Regions from separate parts of the Mus musculus genome. Here region 2 is linked to region 1. A link is a contact called in public promoter capture Hi-C data. All regions are on one chromosome and are shown on one strand. The core of a region is the stretch at or near the end of the contact, and the rest is flanking DNA. Distances in the headings are between cores, read along the strand shown. Region 1 holds the start of Tmem270 (transmembrane protein 270). Region 2 holds the start of Cldn3 (claudin 3).

What was found. Promoter capture Hi-C pulls out the DNA fragments that hold promoters and counts their contacts.
Region 2: a promoter capture Hi-C map of second pharyngeal arch cranial neural crest shows a contact between it and region 1, with 7 times the contacts expected there. The contact joins the promoter of Cldn3 here to the promoter of Tmem270 in region 1. A contact is called at or near these places in 24 of 39 promoter capture datasets (the 3T3-L1 cell line, 3T3-L1-derived adipocytes, the C10 cell line and 15 more), 4 of 15 datasets of contacts at CTCF or cohesin (the G1E-ER4 cell line, embryonic stem cells, large pre-B cells and 1 more), 35 of 484 Hi-C or Micro-C datasets (the AML12 cell line, the Ba/F3 cell line, CD8 T cells and 21 more), 10 of 115 datasets of contacts at active chromatin or transcription factors (the HPC-7 cell line, double positive thymocytes, embryonic stem cells and 3 more) and 5 of 9 other capture datasets (adipose tissue, embryonic stem cells, liver and 2 more).

Annotation. Positions count from the first base shown.
Region 1 is chr5:134,904,196-134,910,490 of GRCm38.p6, reverse strand. Tmem270 (transmembrane protein 270) reads left to right here and starts at 3,758. Exons shown (of 3, transcript NM_194065.3): 1 at 3,758-3,863. The coding sequence starts at 3,792.
Region 2 is chr5:134,983,028-134,989,322 of GRCm38.p6, reverse strand. Cldn3 (claudin 3) reads right to left here and starts at 3,109. Exons shown (of 1, transcript NM_009902.4): 1 at 1,847-3,109. The coding sequence starts at 2,878. The coding sequence ends at 2,219. Wbscr25 (Williams Beuren syndrome chromosome region 25 (human)) reads left to right here. Exons shown (of 5, transcript NR_026907.1): 5 at 1,733-1,890.

The DNA.
Region 1 (6,295 bases), core at 2,509-5,008:
TTAAAGGGTCACAGCATTTGGAAAGAGTTGAGTTTATTCAGGGATTTTTGTTTTAAACATCCAGGCTTAGGATTTCCATTGCTGTGAAAAGACACTATGACCATGGCAACTCTTATTTTTTAAAATATTAATTAGTTTATTATTTAGTGTATGTGAGTACACTGTCGATTTCTTCGGACCAGACGAGGGCATCGGATCCCATTGCAGACTGTTGTGCCCTGTGTCCCATTTTCCTTCTTCTGGTTTGTCTTCTCTTGCTTCCTGATCGTTTCCCCTCTGCCTGGGTCTCTTCCCCCCACTTAGCTTCCATCTCATCTTCCGGGTGGTCTAATGGTTGCCCACGCTGACCTCAGACTCAATGTGTAGTCAAGGATGACTTTGAACTCCCTGGCCTCTGCCCCTCTCTGCCTCTCTGCCTCCCTCTCTGCCTCTCTCTCTGCCTCCCGCCTCTGCCTCCTGCCTCTGCCTCGTCTCTGGAGCATGGGTAGGAATTACAAGCACGGGCCACTACATCTGGTTTATACAGGGCTGAGAGGACCAAACCCAGGGCTTTGTGCAGGCTGGGCCATCATTTTACCAACTGAGCTACATCCCTGGTCTAAATTTCAATCTCTCTCTCTCTTCAAAATCTTTCAAAAAGATCTATCTGTCTGTCTGTCTGTCTATTTATTATATGAGTACACTGTAGCTGTCTTCAGACACACCAGAAGAGAGCACCAGATCTCATTACAGATGGTTGTCAACCACTATATGGTTGCTGAGATTTGGACTCAGGACCTCTGGAAGAGCATTCAGTGCTCTTAACCACTGAGTCCAGAGACTGTTAGTTGATATTGTTTTTCCTATGGGGTTGCAATCCTCTTCAGCTCCTTTAGTCCTTCCCCTAACTTTTCCACTAGGGTCCCTGGGCTCAGTCCGATGGTTGGATGTTAGTATCTGCATCTGTACTGGCCAGGGTCTGGCAGAGCCTCTCAGGGAACGGCCATGCCAGGCTGCTGTCAGCAAGCACTTCTTGGCATCAGCAGTGAAGTTGGGGTTTGGTGTCTGTAGGTAGGATGGATCCCTAGGTGGGGCAGTCTCTGGATGGCCTTTCTTCAGTCTCTGCTCCATGTTTTTTGTTTGTTTGTTTTGTTTTTGTTGTTGTTGTTGTTCTGTTTTTGTCTTGTCTCTGCATTTCCTGTGAGCCTGGGTGTGTCAGAACTCCTAGGGGTCAAGCTGTAGCTGGGTGTGATTGGGGTGGGGAGTGTTGGAGCACAAGGTCCACTCCCGGGTGCAAGTGCAAACCAGGATTGTGTCCCTGGTTGGGTGGGAGTTCCTGAGTCCCCTGAGCCTGGCAAACATATATTAATGCTGTCACACTACAGGTAGCTCCTTGGAGCTTTCTCTTTTCACTTAATCTTGTTTTCCAGACTTTTCTACGTCAACCCGAACAGATTTCATTTATTCCAGCCAACCTTAAGTCATCCCTCAAAGGGAGTTTCCAATTTTATTTATCCATCTCTTTACTGATGGAAAGACCCGTCTGCAGCTCTGCACTTATCTTTACTCACGAGCAGACGTTTCCGTAAGGGGTCCTTTTGCCAATGGGGGTTGTGAAGTAGGATCAGTAGAAATTAGAGCAAATGTATGGAAGGTTGAATCTTCCAGCCCCCTCCCTGGGGGATTCTAGGCAGGAGCTCTACCACTGAGCCAACCATTCAGCTCTTGGTCTATTTCTAGTTTTAGTTGTCCATGTGTTCATGGGCAGCATTTGCATGATCATTTCCTGTATGGATCTTTAAGATCCTGCATCAGGCTCTGGGCTCTGCATAAATTTCAATTTGCCCTGTAAAGTCACTGGTGCACGATGTGCCCTGATTCTTTTGTTTTTTGCTAAGGAAGGGGAGATAGCATCTTGGTGTGTCTTTGATTCACATTTCCCCCTGACTACTAATGAGACTGGACTATGTTTGCACAAACCTCATGGCTCTTTTGGTTCCTTTTGTTAACTTTCTTTGCTTCTGTGCTTCATCAGGTCCTTTGTTTTAAAAAAAATTTTTAAGCTTCTCTTTCTTTTTCTTCCTCCCTCTTTCCCTCCCTCTCTCCCTTCCTTCTTTTCTTTTCTTCTTTCTTCCTGTGGTGTGAGTGCACACATGACAAGGGTCTTGCCTGTGGAGGCCAGAAGACAACTTGGGGCAATAGTTTCTACTTTTCCACCATGTGTGTTCTGGGGATGGGGCTAAACTGATCAGGGTTGGTGTTAAGTTCTTTAACCTCCACCTCTGATCTCTTTCTTTTCTTTTCTTGTTTTTCTTTTCTGTGTTGGACGTGGAACTCAGTCTTGCACCTGTTAGCCACGTACTTTACCACCTCCAAATTCCAGCAGAATCGATTCTCTCCTTATACTGTGTGTATCTCTGGTCTGGGGCCAAACTCAGGTCAACAGTCTTGACAGCAAGTGCTTTACCAACTGGCCAGGTATTTGATTTCTTTTCCTTTTCTTTCTTTTTGAGACAGGGTCGGTCTCTCTCTCTCTCTCTCAACCTCTCTCTCTCTCCCTCCCTCCCTCCCTCTCATTTTTTCAAGGCAAGGTTTCTCTGTGTAGCCCTGGCTGTCTTGGAACTCACTATGTAGACCAGGCTGGTTTTGAACCCAGAGATCCACCTGCCACTGCCTCCCGAGTATTAATGGCATGTGAACTTACATATAATAAATAAATAAATCTTTTTTTTTTAAATCCAGCTTTTTCCAAGCCACAGAAATTAAAAAAAAAAAAAGTCACGTTAAAAAACTGGAAATAGCAGGACGCGGGGCAGAAGACTCGGAAGTTTGCCTTAGAGACACGGAGAAATGGAGGCCAGGTGGGGTTGCATGGCTTGCAAAGCCCCGTTTTCAATCCCGAGTTCTGCACATATTAACAAGAGGGTTAAATAAAAGGAAGACTGTGAGTCTCATTATCTCCGGGTGGTTCCCTTCTTGTAACCCAGGCATTGACTGGAAATGCACAGGGAGCTCTCTCAGGTGTTTCCAGGAGGTTGTTACCAGGAAATCAGCCTTGCAAAATGAGAAACTTTATCCTGCCTGTCAAGCGCCCTGCTCGCCCCTGCGGTGTCTTCTGCCCTCACGCGACCGCATCGCGGTACTGCACCTGCTCGGAGCTCTTTTAGGTCTTGTTCTGGGGATGTGAGCACGCTTCTCCAGGGAGGAAAGCAGAATGGCGCCCCCTGGCGTGGTGCAAGGCAGCGTACACTGATTCCTTTGTACTCCCAGCTGGTCATCCCTGCTCCTCTGAATGGGGAAACTGCAAGACTGCACACTGGTTCTTCAGCCTGAAACTGATGGGGAGAGGGAAGGGACAGAGAAAGAGGCCTGGGGGGGGGGCGGTGAGGACAGAGGGGTCTCAGTTGAGGATGCTAAACTGAGGCTTCTCCTATGGCAACACTGCTACCCTTGCGGTCCAACTTGGAAAGTAAGGCCATAGAGAGCCCATCTCCTCCCTCCTTCATTTTGTTCTTCTTTCTCTACATCCCTATCTCCCTACCACTCAACCCCCACATCTGGCGGTAAACTAGGCGATTCTGAAATGGGCTCTGAGTTTTTTCCCGATAGTAGGTAGACAATTGATCCTAAGGCTAGACATCTGTGATGACCATGGAGCCAGACTTGACCTCAGAGGAGCAGGTAAAGGGAGCTATGGCAAAGGGTAGTGTGTCATGTGGCAACTGGGTCCCCATGGCAACTGGACCCCCACCCTGTGGCATCTGTGAGGTCACCCTGCCTCTCCTGGCTGGAGGAATGGGTGGAGGCCAGACATGGAGGCCGCTCCCCGGGTCAGATCTGGCCTTCTCAGAATTCTTCTGCGGGCTGGGAGGCTCTCTGCACTGGTAAGCAGGGTATGGAGAGGGGACCTGGAGAGATTCAGCCATTCCCAGCCACCAAGGAATAAACAGTCAAGTCCTGAGAGCCCCATCTCCCAAGTGCTGTGGCATAGCTGTCTATCCGCAATCTTGTTTCCTTCTCCTCCTCTCCCCCTTCCTTTCTCTTCTCTCTTCCGTGTGTATGTGTGTGTGTGTGTGTGTGTGTGTGTGTTTAAGATAAGGGTCTATTATGTAGCCCTGGTGTCCTGGTACTTTCTATGTAGACCAGGCTAACCTTGAACTCAGAGATTTGCCTGCCTCTGCCTCCCCTGTGCTGAGACTAAAGATGTACATTATTATTCCTAGCCCTTCATTTCTTTCCCTTAAAAAGATTATATATTTATGTCTATAAATAGTGTGTGTGTGTGTGTCCTCTCCTTCCACCATGTGGGTCCTGGGGATTGAACTCAGGCCGCAGGCTTGGCAGACAGTGCCTTTACCTGTTGAGCAATCTCATTGGCCTACATTCCCTTTCCTTTCCTCACCCCTGCCCTTCTCCCTCCCTGGCCTCCTCTCTTTCTTTCTCTCCTTTCTGTTTAGTGTGCATGTATGTGGGTGTGGGTATGATGTATATACATGTGTGTAAATGCCTGTGTGTGCACATAGAAGCCAGAGGAGGGTGCTCTCTCTTTCCCTCTCTTTCCCTTCTCCCTCCCTCCCCCCTCCCTCTCCCTTATTTCTTTGATTCTTGGAACTTGGAGTTGATACATTTGTTTATTCATTTTATTTTGTCCAGCAGCTTTGCAAGCCACAGATATCCTCCTGTCTTCAAAAATACCTTCAGTACTGAGGTTGCATGCATGCACTGGGCCACGTGTGTCCTGAGTCATACATGCACTGGGCCACGTGTGTCCTGAGTCATACATGCTGGGCCATGTGTGTCCTGAGCCATACATGCACTGGGCCACGTGTGTCCTGAGCCATACATGCACTGGGCCATGTGTGTCCTGAGGCATACATGCACTGGGCCATGTGTGTCCTGAGCCATACATGCACTGGGCCTTGTGTGTCCTGAGGCATACATGCACTGGGCCACGTGTGTCCTGAGGCATACATGCACTGGGCCATGTGTGTCCTGAGCCATACGTGCACTGGACCATGTGTGTCCTGAGGCATACATGCTGGGCCACGTGTGTCCTGAGGCATACATGCACTGGGCCATGTGTGTCCTGAGCCATACATGCACTGGGTAATGTGTGTCCTGAGGCATACATGCTGGGCCATGTGTGTCCTGAGGCATACATGCACTGGGTCATGTGTGTCCTGAGCCATACATGCACTGGGCCATGTGTGTCCTGAGCCATACATACACTGGGTCATGTGTGTCCTGAGGCATACATGCACTGGGCCATGTGTGTCCTGAGGCATACATGCACTGTGCCATGTGTGTCCTGAGGCATACATGCTGGGCCATGTGTGTCCTGAGCCATACATGCACTGGGCCATGTGTGTCCTGAGGCATACATGCACTGGGTCATGTGTGTCCTGAGCCATACATGCACTGGGCCATGTGTGTCCTGAGCATACATGCACTGGGCCATGTGTGTCCTGAGCCATACATGCACTGGGCCATGTGTGTCCTGAGGTATACCAGCACTCGGCCATGTGTGTCCTGAGGCATACATGCACTGGGCCACGTGTGTCCTGAGCCATACATGCACTGGGCCTTGTGTGTCCTGTGGCATACATGCACTGGGCCATGTGTGTCCTGAGCCATACATGCACTGGGCCATGTGTGTCCTGAGCCATACATGCACTGGGCCATGTGTGTCCTGAGGCATACATGCACTGGGTCATGCCTGCTCTGTTTTATTATGTGGGTGCTGAGACCAGAACTCTCTGATCCTCATGCTTCACCAGCAAGTACTCTCCTCCTCCTCTTCCTCCTCCTCTTCTTCTTCCTCCTCCTCTTCTTCTTCCTCCTTTTCCTCTTCTTCCTCCTGCTCCTCTTCCTTCTCCTCCTCTTCCTCCTTCTCCATCTATACCTCCTCACCTCCCCTGCTGTCTTACTATGTGGTCCTCAAACTCACCACGTAGCCCAGGCTAGTTCCAAAACTCACTGTATAGCCCAGGCTAGCCTTGAACTCTTGACCTCTGTTCAAGAGCAGTCATGTGCACCAGGCCTGGCTTCCTATCCTGGTCCTTCAGATGTACATTGACCCTGAGATTCCCATGGATATAGGGTACCAGGTTGATCATCTCTGTCACCTCTGGGCTGGAGGCTTATGCTCTACCAGAGAGGCACACTCTTCATTGAGGAATTCTCAATTACAACTTTATCTCCCCCGCAACTTATCCCACTTCCTGGTGAATAGAAGACACCTTGAACAATCTGCCACTCAGATGAGAGACCTGGAAATCTGTCTCTCCTTCTCTCTGTCACAGTAGGTCTCACATTA
Region 2 (6,295 bases), core at 1,860-4,359, 79 kb before region 1:
ACAGTTTAGGCGATTTTACTTTATCTTATGGTGGTTTTTCAAGACAGGGTTTCTCTGTGGAGTCCTGGCTGTCCTGGAACTCTCTCTGTAGACCTGAGACTGGCCTCACTCTGTAGACAGAGGCAGACCTGCCTGCCTCTGCCTCTGCCCCGTGCTAGGGATAAAGGTGAGCACCACCCCTGCCTGGGGAAAGCTAAAGCTTCTTTAGTTCCTTCTCTCTCCCAAACTCTGACACCCTAACGGCCTGGAGTGCTAAGAATCAGGCTCCCTTAACCCTGTCAGTTCTGCCTCAGAAAGGGGTCCTGCTATCATCTTTGAATGTCTCCTTCAAGTTTCTTTTACTCCCCCACCCCCACCCCCGGTTTTTTTTTTTGTTTGTTTGAGACAAAGTCTCCTTATGCAGTCCTGGCTAAACTGGAACTTACTACATAGACCAGGGTGGTCTCCAACTCACAGAGATCTTCCTGCCTCCACTGTGCTGGGATTAAAGCCATGCTCCAACATGCCCCCTCCCCGCTTTTTGAGACAGCTCACGTAGTCCAGGCTAGCTTTGAAATTGATATGTGAAGCAGGCATGGTAGTCAGTCTGGTCTACATGAGTTCCAAAACAGCCAGGGCTCTGTAGAGAGACTCTGTCAACAAACAAACAAACAAACAAACGAAAGAGAAAGAGAGAAAAGAAAAGGAAAATAAAGAAAAATGAAGTTGGTCAGTGGTGACACACACCCTTAACCCTAGCACTAGGGAGGCAGAGAGGCAGGCGGATCTCTGAAAGTTTGAGGCCAGCCTGGTCTACAGAGTGAGTTCCAGGACAGCCAGGGCTACACAGAGAAACCCTGTCTCAAAGGAGAAAAGAAAAGAAAAGAAAAGAAAAGAAAAGAAAAGAAAAGAAGAGGAAAAGAAGAAAGGAAAGGAAAGGAAAGGAAAAAGGAAAGGAAAGGAAAGAAAAAGGGAAAGGAAAGAAAAGAAAAAAGGAAAGGAAAGAGAAAAGAAATTTCTAAGTGTTAGAGAGGCCAACCTTGAACTACATTTCCACCTACACTTTCCAGACGATGTCACCCTTTTAAAGCCTAGGAAGCCAGGGACCTGTCCCCCTCCAAGAGCCCCGCCTCAGTTCCCTTTACCTTGTCCAAGAGGTGCCTCCAGTCTCAATATTGTTTAAAGCTGGGTCCCTCCCTCCCTTGAGGGCACTGGGAAGAAGGTGGGGTGGCCTTTCCCCTCATCTCTCCACCTCCAAGTCAGAAGACTTTGCCAAATGTCCCTTTTAGGTGTCCCCCAACACTCCCAGTGCTGGGAATGGAACCCAAGCCCCATGCATGCTACACAAGTGTCCTACCACTGAGCCACATCCCCACCGTCTGTCTGAATGGCAGTCCTTTAGGTGAGGCATTTGGTCTGAACAATAGGTCTTTTTGTTCCACGTCTCCAAATATGAAATCTCGGTAGAGAATGTAATTCTTTAGCTTGCACATCAGCTACCCCAAATGCCCGGAGCAAGGCTGTGGATACAAGCACAAACCAACTAGGCTGTCCCAGAGAAGAGTCCCTGTGTTCTTCCCCTTGCCCCTCTCCAGCAGAGTTCCTCATACGCCCTCTGGCTGGATTGCTAGATAAACCTCGCTCGCCATAGGGTCTGTGGAGATCAGTGCTGGGATATCTCCCAAGTGTTACCCACCTAGTGAGCACAAAAACTCATGTGTACCCCCACTTTCTCCTTACTCAACCTGTGAAGCTGTTTAAAGCTCGCTGCCCGTGATGAGGGCTATTCGAGGGACAGTCCCCAGCAGGTGCCCCGTAGGGGAGGTGGTAGCCTGTGCGGTGGCGTTCAGGATAAGGAAGCTCCAGCGACTGCAAAAAACGAAAGACTTTTATTGAAAAATATGAAATGGCCCGTTTCATGGTTTGCCTGTCTCTGCCCACTGTGAGCTTCTGCGGGGCTGGCAAGTAGCTGCAGTGGCCACCCCAGCCCAGTTCTTGGGAAGGGCGAGGTTTCTTTGTCCATTCGGCTTGGACAGTTCCTAGGCCCGGTAGTCAGGTGGCAGCCGGAGAAGGGGAGATGCCAGCCTGTCTGTCCTCTTCCAGCCTAGCAAGCAGACTGTGTGTCGTCTGTCACCATCTGGAAGGTGGGGTGGTCTCAGACGCGAGGCTGCACGCTGGACGGGTGGGGTTCATCGACTGCTGGTAGTGGTGACGGTACGGTCTGCGTGCACCCGGCCCCTCAGACGTAGTCCTTGCGGTCGTAGGCGGTGCCGGTACCGGTGCCAGGGCCGGTGGATCGCGGCGCAGAATAGAGGATCTTGGTGGGTGCATACTTGTCGCGCGGTGGGCAGGAGCAACACAGCAAGGCGCCCCCTAGCAACTGCAGCGCGGCGGCAGCCCAGCCCACGTACAACCCAGCTCCCATCTCCCGCTTCTGGGCCTCGGGCACCAACGGGTTATAGAAATCCCTGATGATGGTGTTGGCCGACCAGGACACCGGTACTAAGGTGAGCAGAGCCGCCAACAGGAAAAGCACTCCCGCCACGATGGTGATCTTGGCCTTGGCCGTCTCGTCTTGTACGCAGTTGGTACACTGGGCGCCCACGAGCGCCACGAGGAGCCCGAAGGCGGCCAGCAGGATGGACACCACGATGAGGGCTCGGGCGGCCTGCAGGTCCTGCGGCAGGGCCAGCAGCGAGTCGTACATTTTGCACTGCATCTGACCGGTGCTCTGCACCACGCAGTTCATCCACAGGCCCTCCCAGGTGATCTGCGCCGTGATGATGCTGCTGCCGATGAAGGCCGAAACGCGCCACATGGGAAGGGCGCAGCACACGATGGTGCACAGCCAGCCCAGCACGGCCAGCGACGTGCCGGTGATCTCCAGGCCCATGGACATGGCTGCTGGACTTGAACCGGCTCGGCCGGGCAGCTCAGGGGACTGGGAGACCAGGGATCGCGGCCGCTGGACCTGGGAATCAACTGCCCTTCGAAAACTGACGGACGTCTGTCGCCGGGAACGACGGGTGGGTGGCAAAGGACGGAGCGCGCTTAACGGCTCCTCTCCTGGGGCTCGCACAGAGACTGCCCCTGCACCTGCCTGTGGCTTTGGAGACTGGCTTCTGAGACTGGGTTGGCTCTGGGATGGGGTGGGTTGGACTTAGCTTGGTGCCTAGAGGAGGAGGGTGGAGCTCGCTCTTCTGGCCCAGGGGACAGTGACGTGTGTCCCGTCCAGTCCGGTCCGTCCTCCCCAACCCCCTTCACCATAGGAGAAAGGATTTGGCTAGAACCTCAATGCTGAAGTGTATGTGTTGTGTGTGGCGGGGGTGGGGGTGGGGTGGGAGAGTGTGTATCGAAGGAGGGCGGGGTCGTCTAAGCTCCCTCCCTTCCCAACCTCCCCAAGCTCCTTAAGCATAACGAATTCTCTAGAGCTATACAGAGTGGGAGGGGCGCTTCAAGGATTTGAAGTGCAAATCACCAATTGTAAACTGCTTGACTCTCTTGTCCCCCACCTCCGTCTTCTTTAGCGCGGGAGGCGTAGGATGGAGGCGCGGCCAATTCCTCTGGACAACCCGGACTGGGAGGACCTAGGTGGGGGCGTGGCTGAGGCTGTTTGTCGCCGTAGGTGGATGGAATTGTAGCACCTGCTCCAAGTCCCTCAGGCTTTGACACAAGCACTCTGGCCTTGTCCAAGTGCAACCTGATATACAGAACTCTGAAACCAGGGACAACGACCACCTGCAGAGCCCACTCTGCACCTCAGGGACCGGTGTTGAGTTCAAATTCTTGTCCAGCACCCTCATGTGACCTGGGCTGGTGGCAAGCCTACATGGCTTAGCTCAAATGCCCGCCCACCTAGAAGCTGCTTTCCCCCACGGAGGTTCTCTAGATGGAGTCTTGTTTTCTTTCCTTTGGGGGTGGGGGCGGGGCAGAGTGAGTACCAGGGTGAGTGAACAGTGGGAAAGAGATTTGATACACATGAGAAAAAAAAAAGACGTCTAGCCAGGTGTGTTGGCTCCTGCCTGAGGCTGAGGCAAGCAGACAGCTGTGAGTTCAAGGCCAGATACAGCGAAACTGTGTCTCACAACTCCTGTGCAGAAGCCCTGTGCAGCATGCCATGCCTGTAGTCCCAGAGCTTGGGAAAGTGGAGGCAGGCAGGAGTTCAAGACCATCTTGGCGACACGGAGAATTCAAAGCCAGATGGGCTACATGAGACCCTGGCTCAAACAAGCTACAAAGTAACACCAAAAAAGCCCCCAAAACACCAATTCCTTTTGCCTCCGGACACTGACTCCCCTGCCGCACACCTTGGGGTGGCGCATGCTCCGACTTCTCCCGTTGCCTCTTCCCTTCACCTCAGCTAGGATACAGCTCTTTTGGTTTAGTTTCCTATACATCCTCTTCGAGGACCCGTGCTTGGGGTCCTTTCTCCATGAGACACTCCTACAGCTCTCCGCATAGCTCACTGACCTCGCTTCATAGTTTCAGAGGCTGGAGATGGAGCTCAGTGGCTAGAGTGCTTGGCCAGCCTGCACGAAGCCTCTGGTCTGTCCCTGGCACGGAATAAACCCTAATAGATGGATGGCACTTCAGCAAGCACCACACCGAGATCCTCCCCAGCTGATTTGGAGGTCAGTGTGGGTGGCTTGGAACCCTGCACCCAAATAGAAACAGGACAACAAAATCGTCCCAGCTTCTTACCCACAATGCCACGTTCTTTTTCTGTTTTGTTTTGTTTTGTTTTGTTTTCGAGACAGGGTTTCTCTGTTGTAGCCCTGGCTGTCCTGGAACTTGTGCTGTAGACCAGGCTGGCCCGGAACTCACAGATCCACCTGCCTCTGCTTCCCATGTGCTGGAAGCACTGTTCTCTTTGCCACTTTGATACCTTTGTTTTCTTTCATATTTGACATTATCTAAAGTGGCCTCTGGCTTTCCTTTCTTCCCCCCTCCCTCCTTTTCTCTCCCTGCTTTCCTTTTTTCTCTCCCTCCCGCTCCCTCCTCCCGGTCCCCCCCACCCCGCCCCCTCCACTCCTCCCCGCCCCAGGGTGGCCTTAAACTCCAGGTTGTTTTGCCTCCCCTGCACAAGTGGCAAGCTTCTTTGTGAGAGAGGCCACGCTTGGTTTCTCATTTATTTGTTTCTTTGTCTCTGCTCCGGTCTGTTACCACCACCAGGACATTCAGAATGTTCCAAGGACAAACATTTTTGCCTGTTTTATTATGTGACACTCCCGATGCCTAGAACAGGGCTGGGTGCTCTGAGAGGTAATTGACTTAGCACTTTCCCTTGTTTCAGCAACCTGTCCTGCCAGGGCTCTATGTCCAGGGATGACCTCGTGTTGTGAGGGCCCCAGGGGCTTTGCAATTAGCTAGGAAGCTGAGATCCATCCAGCTAGATGAAGGCTTTCTGGAGGCAGATGGTCCAGAGGACAAAAGCCCTTGTTTTCAAGCTTGACAACCTGAATTTGATCCCTGTTACTTCAAAGATGAAAAAAAGCCCATTCTCCAAAGTAGTTCTTTGACCTCCCCGTGCTTGCTGCAGTACACACACACACACACACACACAGAGGAACAGACACCCACACTGACATACACTCTTATACATACACAGACACACACACTGACATACACTCTTACACACACACACACACACACACACATACACACACACTGATAAACACTCTCACATTTACATACATACACTCACATATACTCATACACACTCACACCTACACTCATACACACACCCACACACACTCATACACATACACTCACACATATTCATACACACACACACATATACTCACTTACTCACACAGGTACTCAAACATACACGCATGCACTGAATAACTAAATAAAATAAAAGTATAAACTTCATTGAGTTGGACCTATATTTTTTTCCTGGTACAGCCCCAACTCTCAGATCACAAATACTCAGACTCCACCCTCTTCCTTCAGAGTTCAGACCCTGGGGTGACAGAAGATTCCAATAAACAGTCCACATGGAAACCAGGGCTCTGTTTCTTCTCAGTGCAAAGGTCTTGGGCTGGTCCTGATGGGCAGGGCTGGGAGTGCCAGGCCACAAAGCCCAGCTGGTGCAGGGTCAGGGCTCTTCTGGAAGGAGTTTAAGCCCAAGGTACTTAATAAATGAAATAAAGATGCAAGTCTTTAATAGAGTGCTGGGTGGTGGGACTTGGATTGGATGGAGGAGTGCGGGGGTGGGGGGGGGAGGTGGAGGGGGGTGGAGCTGGGAATATGGCTCTGTCTATAAAGGGCTTGCCACATAAGAATGAGGACCTGGGTCCTGTGCCCTGAACCC